Regions from separate parts of the Rattus norvegicus genome. Here region 2 is linked to region 1. A link is a contact called in public Hi-C data. All regions are on one chromosome and are shown on one strand. The core of a region is the stretch at or near the end of the contact, and the rest is flanking DNA. Distances in the headings are between cores, read along the strand shown. Region 1 has its middle 16 kb from the start of Cenpv. Region 2 has its middle 26 kb from the start of Mmgt2.

Region 1 (4,207 bases), core at 727-3,226:
GCTAGGTTATAAGCATGCACCACTGTGTCTGCCCACAGTTTTTAAGGTAAACCAGCTTCTTTGTTTATTTTGATTTCTGTTGTCAAGTGCTGTGGTTTGATGCTAGGGTCACATGCATGCCGGACGGTAGCCTTAACCACTTCTGTTCTCTCTGTGTGGTAAGACAGATGTAACGCAAAAGGTAGCATCTTTTTTTTTTTTTTTTTTTTTTTTTTGGTTCTTTTTTTTCGGAGCTGGGGACCGAACCCAGGGCCTTGCGCTTCCTAGGCAAGTGCTCTACCACTGAGCTAAATCCCCAGCCCCAAAAGGTAGCATCTTAACCGCACAGAGGAACACGGGTATGAACACACACCACACATACATATCCACAAAAATGAAGGACCATTGGTTGTTCACCAGCTGAGGTTTTAGTATCAGAAGTCTGACTTTTATTATAAAGGTAATTGAGGAACTGAAATCAGCTTTGGATAAGACAAAGCAGTCCATTTTACAAAATCTTTTTTTTTTTTTTTTTTTTTTTTTTTTTTTTTTTGTCTTTTTTTTCCGGAGCTGAGGACTGAACCCGGGGCCTTGCGCTTGCTAGGTAAGTGCTCTACCACTGAGCTAAATCCCCAACCCTCAAAATCTTTAATGTAATACTCATATTTACTGGATACTTAATGTTTTCCAAGAACTGTTTAATATAGTTGAATGAATAGCTCAGTCTTTTTTTTTTTTTTTTTCTTTTTTTCGGAGCTGGGGACCGAACCCAGGGCCTTGCGCTTCCTAGGTAAGCGCTCTACCACTGAGCTAAATCCCCAACCCCTAGCTCAGTCTTTTTAAAATTAGCAAAGATTGGTTTTGGGGTTTTTTTGTTTCACTACAGCATTTAAAAAAATTAAGCTGGGTATGTTGGCTCATGCTTTCAATCCCAGCACTGGGGAGCAGAGGCAGGCAGATCTGAGTTTGAGGCCTAGTCTTCAGAGCGAGTTCTGGGACAGCCAGGGCTACAAGGAGAAACCCTGTTTTCAAAGGGGGCGGGGTCATTACTGCGCATCCCTGTGTGCTACAGCCTTAACCAATGTTTACTAAGGACTTGGGTGTGTCCAGTACTCCTCAGAGACGTTTGAGGGAAACCACAGGAGAGAAACATAAAGGGTCCGAGACACAGCCAATGAAAAGACTGCAGGGGAAGAGTCCCCAAAAGAGGTTACCTCAGAAGATGCCATACTTCACAACTCAGATGCTAGACGCATGATAACTGAAGCCAGATCCCAGGAACTCTTGATGGGAAGAGAGAACCCACTCCTGAGAGTTGTTCTCGAACTTTCATATGTTGGTAGACTATTCATCAAACAGACAATCAGAGCCAGTCTTAGGGCTACACATGGGTTGTGTGGGTAGAAACCGGATTTTCAGAGTCCAAACTCGATGGTTGCCCATGTCTATCATCTCAGTATTCAGGAAGCAGAGGCAGGAGGATTGTGGCCATGCCAGTCCATGCCAGTCAGTCTAAAGAGCAAATTTCAGACAGTCCAGACTTCACAGTAAGACACAATATGTCTCAAAAATAAAGAAGAAGTGGTTCTTTGGAAAGTCAGTTGTGACGGATGGTGTTTTGCTGGGGCAGACACATGGTGTGTTTTCCTGAAGTGGACACAGGGATAGACTAACACAGACTCAGGAAGGAACGTTTAGCTGAAGCAGACACAGGTAAAAGGATGTTCTGCTAAAGCACATATGTGAAAGGACATGTGATGAAGGATTCTTTTTTGCCAACAACACACATGTGTTGGTCTGACTTACATTGCATAGTTGAGCTACATTTTGCTGGGACTCCATAGAGAGAAACGCGCCCAAAAAAATGTGATTGGCAAATTGATGTCAGCTGAGACAGAAGCCTGTGCCGAGGCAAGCCACGTGGTGAGGTAAGGCCGTGAAGGGCACGAGATGTTCGGAGGGTAAACAGGACTTGATGGACAGTGACAGAGGCTGAGTATGGCTTGCTTGCAGAGCTAGTTGTGCAACACTTGTGGATCATCCGCTGCTCTTACCTTTCCTGAGAGAGGCACAGCCAAGAACTCCTGGCATTCCTCCTGGTCCCTCCTGCTGACATGAGCCAAGGCTGAGGCCTGGCAGTCTCTGCCAGGTAGTGTCACCGCTGCTGTTTCGTGTTTGCTATCCCGACTACCAAACTGGACTGCTGGTTATTTGTGAAGTGTTTGCAAGTGGAGTGGATCGAGCTGCCGCTGTGGACCTGTAAACTGAGCTGTCGTTTTCCAGACAACACAGTCAGGAGTTGCTCCAAAGAACCTTCCTAAACAGGTCCGCTCCCCCACCCCCACCCCCTAGCCTCATATCCTGTCTTTTCCACTACCTATGGTGTGTGGTGGGTTAGAGGGGAAGTTAAAATGTTTAAGAACTATCACTAAAGATAGATGTTTAAAAAAATTAAGTTGCAGGAAGGGGCTTGAGAGAGGACTCAGTGATTACGAGCACTGGATGCGTTTCCAGAGGACCCAGGTTCAATCCCCAGCACCCACATGGCAACTCACACATGTCTGTAACTCCAGTTCCAGGGGATCTGACACACATGCAGACAAAACGCCAATAAACATAAAATAAAAAACAATAACAAAAAATACCTAAAATTCTAGACGTTCTGGACTTGAAAGTTTAAAAAAATTAAAGTTTTTAAATTTAATTTTCTAAGAAAGGTTTACTTTATGTATGAGTGCCCTACCTGCATGTACACCTGCATGCCAGAAGAGGGCATCAGATCCCATCACAGATGGTTGTGAGCCACCATGTAGGTGCTGGGATTTGAACTCAGGACCTCTTGGAAGAGTAGCTAGTGCTCTTAACCACTGAGCCATCTCTCCAGCCCCAACTACCAGATTCTTAGCCTTCCTGTTTCAAGGCAGCAATTGTTGGACTAGCCAGACTACAGACTATAAGCCACTCTAATAAATTAAACACACACACACACACACACACACACACACACACACACACACACACAGAGCTACCTATTACAATTGTCTTTCTGATTTATGGTTATTGGATTTGTACTGTTTTACCTTTTTAGAGTATATTTTAGTTGTGAAAAAGTCAAGCTGGGCAGTGGTAGCGCACACCTTCAATCCCAGCACTTGAGAGGCAGAGGCGGGCTGGAGAGATGGCTCAGCGGTTAAGAGCACCCGACTGCTCTTCCAGAGGTCACGAGTTCAATTCCCAGCAACCACATGGTGGCTCACAACCATCTGTAAAGAGTTCTGATGCCTTCTTCTGGTGTATCTGAAGACAGCTACAGTGTACTTATATATAATAAATAAATAAATCTAAAAAAAAAAAAAAAAAAAAAAAGAGAGGCAGAGGCAGTAGAATCTCTGTGAATATGAGGCCAGCCTGGTCTACAGAATGTCTTCCAGGACAGCCAGGGCTACACAGAGAAACCCTGTCTTGAAAAGCCAAGGGGAAAAAAAAAACCTCATTAGGAAAGCCGTGTGCCATTGCAAATAACTCTGTTGTCAGCTGGCTCCAGGTCCTTGAAGAGCTCTTATTTTGAGCTGGATTTGTGGAAAGATATTGTGTGAATTTGGTTTTGTCATGGAATATCTTGGTTTCTCCATTTATGGTAATTGAGAGTTTTTTTTTTAAAGATTTATTTATTATATATAAGTACACTGTAGCTGTCTTCAGACACACCAGAAGAGGGCATCAGATCTCATTACAGATGGTTGTAAGCCACCATGTGGTTGCTGGGATTTGAACTCAGGACCTCTGGAAGAGCAGTCAGTGCTCTTAACCACTGAGCCATTCCTCCAGCCCGTAATTGAGAGTTTTGTTGGATATAGTAGTCTGGGCTGGCATTTGTGTTCTCTTAGGGTTTGTGTGACATCTGCCCAGGATCTTCTGGCTTTCATAGTCTCTGGTGAGAAGTCTGGTATAATGCTAATAGGTCTGCCTTTATATGTTACTTGACCTTTTCCCCTTAATGCTTTTAATATTCTTTCTTTGTTTAGTGCATTTGGTGTTTTGACTATTATGTGATGGGAGGAGTATCTTTTCTGGTCCAATCTACTTGGAGTTCTGTAGGCTTCTTGGTATGCTTATAGCATTTCTTTCTTTAGGTTAGGGAAGTTTTCTTCTATAATTTTGTTGAAGTTATTTCCTGGCCCTTTAAGTTGGGAGTCTTCACTCTCTTCTATACCTATTATCCTTAGGT
Region 2 (4,207 bases), core at 714-3,213, 160 kb before region 1:
CGGAATACTATTCAGTCGTGTAAAAGAAAGCCATTCCGATCCATGAGTTTTAACGACACTACGCTAAACGAAATAAGCTAGCCGCAGAAGGATGAACAAGGTACACTCAGGAATCAAGTCACAGAAACAGAAATAAAAAGTGACTGCCAGAGGCTAGGGAAAGAGAAGACCAGGGAGTTACCGTTTGAAGGGCGGGGTTTCAGTAGGTACTGCAGTTTAGATCTGAAGTGTCACCCAAAGGCTCATGTGTTAAAGGCTTGGTATTAGTGTGGAGTGTTATTAGGAAGTAGAGGAGCCTGTAAGAGGTAGAGACAAGTGGGAAGAAATTAGGTCACTTGAGATATGTCCTCGAAGGGAATGTTGGGAGGTTACCGCTTCCCTCCTGCGTGCCACGGTGCTCTGCCTCGCTTCCGTGGAATGCTCTCCTCTGACCGTAACAGTTTTGCCATCTCCATCAGAGCAGCTGTGGCTGCTCAGAAGACCCTCCCCAGATCAGATCTGTTACCTTCCCTCAAGAGACGAGGGGAGAGGAGAGTCATCAGACTCCCATCAGAGACTGTAGCCGTTCCCGGATGCTCACACTCTGGGCTGTACCAGACTTGGGAAGTGCTAGTGTACACGGAGAGTGGAGGGTTAATTGAAGGGGAGACTATGTGGGAGTCATTATCCATGCTAGGACGGGATGTTTTAGTAATATGGCTGTTCCAGAGTCTCCCACACTCCGGTAAGTAACTCCTCACCCATGATTCTACACTCCAAATAAACTCATCGATTCACCAAGGTAGACCTGGATAGAGTCATCCCTTTGGTTGGTCATTGGTGCCTTGTCTGGGGTCAAAAAAAAATGTGTTTATGTCTCACCGGGAAGAGTTCCTACAACAAACACCTCAAGCCCAGAAGTAGCACAGTGAGCAGAGTATGGGCTCTAACCACCTCTGAAACCATGAGCCCCATAAATCTTCCCTCCCAAGCTACACAGAACAGAGGACGCATCTTCAGAGTGGGCTTTGATGTTTGTTTGTTTGTTTGTTTGTTTGTTTGTTTTGCTTTGTTTTGTTTTCAAGACAGGATTTCTCTGTGTAGCCCCACCACCTGGCTCCAGAGTGAGTCTTTAGAGTCACCTCATCTATGATGTCACAAGTTAGCAAGAGCTCACTCTTTGTGACTGCACTTGTCCCCCTCATCTGAGGGGGCTATCTTCCAACCCCAGTTGGAGTTCAAACCTATGCACCCTCTGCTTTTAGCGCGCACACACACACACACACACACACACACACACACACACACACAAACACACACACACACACACATGGCATACCGTTTAGTTTGCAGACTAGACCCAGGAAGAGATTACCAAGGACAAGATAGAGGGACTATATAAAATTGTCAGCATCCCTAGTGTCGCACTTTGAAGACATTATTGAGTAAAGCAGAGGTAGGTTGAATGCCAACCAGCATGTGAGACCATGGCAGTCACTCTGACGACAGGGATGGCTACCAGCATGTGTACAGACAGACACTGGGCAAAGGGATGTTTCTTGTCCTGAGTGGGCTAGAGCAGGACAGAGCCAAATTCATCATAAGATCCAGAATAAGGCACAATTAGACAATGCTTATTTCTAGAATTTTCCATGTAAGACATTGACCCAAGTGAGGAGAAAAGTCTGCAAATTCTGAATCTTTACATTTCCAAAGGCCAGCCCTCTGAGGGCATTTGCAGCTGCTGACACGGCTGGAGAAGTGTGACGCTCTTCTCGCAGGTGCCAAGACTCACGCAGATTTCTGTGCAACGCTGATTAGGAAACTGACGCCAGAGTGCTGCCCAGGGTTAGGCCTCAGCACAGAGTGGCACTGCACTTGCTGCTTTCCTCTTTCCTCCCCTGAAAACACTCTTTTCTCCTGGGTCTCCTGCCCACTGGGTCTGTCACAGTCCTCCTATCCATCCACAAGATGGCAGGAGAGGGACGCCAAACAAATCCTCCGCCCACCAGGCACTGCACAGTCCACAGTCTCAACACAGAAGTGTCCTAACTTCCTGTTTAACTGTGTTTTTGGACTCTGAAGAGAGTGGCTCAAGCAGCTCATATCCAGTTGAAGGCTCCTCTATGATGGACACCTCAGGGTTATTTCCTGAGGTACAATTAGGGCAACGCCAATGTGAAGGGCAAAGCAGAGAGAGATCTTGGGAAGGGGAGAAGTGGGGCTGAGCAGATGTTCTGGACCGAACTTACCTGCAGCTTTGCAGACCACTGTGGCAGAGGTGACAATCCCCCTTTACATGCTCCATGACCCCACCTTGTGATCTGTCTCCTCAAGACTACTGGGCATCTAGGCTTGGTGGAACACCTCTGTGATTCCAGCACTCGCAATATAGAAGCAGAAGGATCCGGAGTACAAGGCCATCCTTGGCTACATAGCAAGTTCACAGCTAGCCTGGGCTACATAAGACTTTTTTTTTAAAGGTGATAGTGGTGATAATGATATGACCAGTAGGTAGGAGAGGCTAGATCCAACAAGGCAGCCAGCCCATGACATGCTACAAAGGCTCTCCAACCTTTTTACTGGACCCCCTGGGGACGTTTGAAAACAGACACACCAGATAGAAAGCACACAGACAGAGCTCGGATTGTGAAATGTGGGGAGACACAGGTATGGAGAAGGCACCATTCTGGTGAATTCTAGTAATGACTTACTTCTCCTTGATGTGTAGAGATTTTGCAAAGCACTTTCCCATGTGTATTCTACTGTGAAACAGCATCACCAAGGCCGGGCACAAGGAATGGACTGGGCCAAAGTCCCCAGATTCCGTCCTCTCTGAGGACACTGGTGCACAGGTGCCTGCCTGCCTGAATCACCAGATACGAAATACTTGCCCTTGAGGGTCTGATTTCCACCCTGCAGGACCTCTCTGAGTCCTGGCAACTTGACTCCTCCCTGTCACTCTCATGACTTCTTACTGTATCTATTACTCTGGTTACTAAGCTTCGCAGGCTTGACTCTTCGGGTCTTCCAGCACCTGTGCAAACAATTTCTTATATTAAATATTTAATTTTGAGGGAGAAATAAAGAGGGATGGGGGTGGGGCGAGGCACAGCTCCCTGGCTGGTTAAAGCTGGAATGAAAACTAGCAGATGGTGGCTCCTGCCTCCCAGCTACTCACTTCCTACCAGTGAGGGCTTTAGAAAAGAGCCGGTAGGATTTTCCCCAGCTCCCCCTTGCCCCTGTCAAACTCCCCGCTCCATCATTTACCAGCAGTGTGACCATAGGAACATGATTTGACCCATGCAGGCTTTGAGTTTAGGTTGTACCTATATTTCAAGGTGGTTATAAGAACAGAATGAGGCTGTCTGTGCCCAGGACTCCCCACAAACACAGTATTGTATAAATGACAGAATTTAAGGCCACACATAATATGTAATGGTCAGGAGAGCCATTTATTTTTAAATGGGCAAAGCTTGGGTTAGACAGATGGATCAAGCAGTTAAGAGCACTGGCTCACTTTCTTGTTCCTGTTCTTGCCTTCCCTTTCCCTCTCCCCATTCCCTCTTCCCCTCTCTCCACGTGCTCATGGCCCGCCTCTACTTCTCTTTCTTCCTCCTCCTCCTCTTCTTCCTCCTCTTCCTCCTCCTCCTCCTCCTCTTCTTCTTCTTCTTCTTCTTCTTCTTCTTCTTCTTCTTCTTCTTCTTCTTCTCCTCTCTCTCTCTCTCTCTCTCTCTCTCTCTCTCTCTCTCTCTGCCTTTCTCTGCCTCTACTAACCTCTTGCCTCCCCTCCCCATGCCCTGAATAAACTCTATTCTATACTTAAAAAAAAAAAAAAGAGCATTGGCTCCTCTCCCAGAGGACCTGGGTTCAGTTCCCAGTCCCCACATGACAAAGTGTGAAGGGATCAGACACGTTCTTCTGTTGTCCACAGGCATCAGGCATGTACATATGCAGGCAAAACACCAATAAACATAAAATAAAATAAACAACGTGAAAATAAAGTTTAAAAAATAATAGTCAAAGGGCGAGGTGAGGTGGTGCACACCTTAATCTGACTGTGCAGGAGGCAGAGGCTGCTGGGTCTTTTGTGGGCTGTAATATACCTAGTGAATCCCTCTCTGAAAAACAAAAATTAAAGCAACCAAAGGATTTGAATAAACATTTCTCCAAAGAAGAAACACAAGTGAACAGTGCGTGTGAGCAGGTCTGGGGAGATGGCATCACT

Evidence for each region. Hi-C and Micro-C count contacts between places; a contact is called where the count stands out from the background.
Region 2: a Hi-C map of liver shows a contact between it and region 1, with 4 times the contacts expected there. The contact joins two enhancer-like sites. A contact is called at or near these places in 8 of 12 Hi-C or Micro-C datasets (the A7r5 cell line, the Rat2 cell line, Schwann cells and 4 more).

Annotation. Positions count from the first base shown.
Region 1 is chr10:47,709,165-47,713,371 of GRCr8, reverse strand. No RefSeq gene overlaps it. Among named protein-coding and RNA genes, the nearest start is that of Cenpv, 16 kb to the left of the region's middle. Within about 2 kb of position 1,976, at least 5 of the 93 cell types and tissues checked have an H3K27ac peak or open chromatin away from gene starts, as enhancers often do.
Region 2 is chr10:47,866,972-47,871,178 of GRCr8, reverse strand. No RefSeq gene overlaps it. Among named protein-coding and RNA genes, the nearest start is that of Mmgt2, 26 kb to the right of the region's middle. Within about 2 kb of position 1,963, at least 3 of the 93 cell types and tissues checked have an H3K27ac peak or open chromatin away from gene starts, as enhancers often do.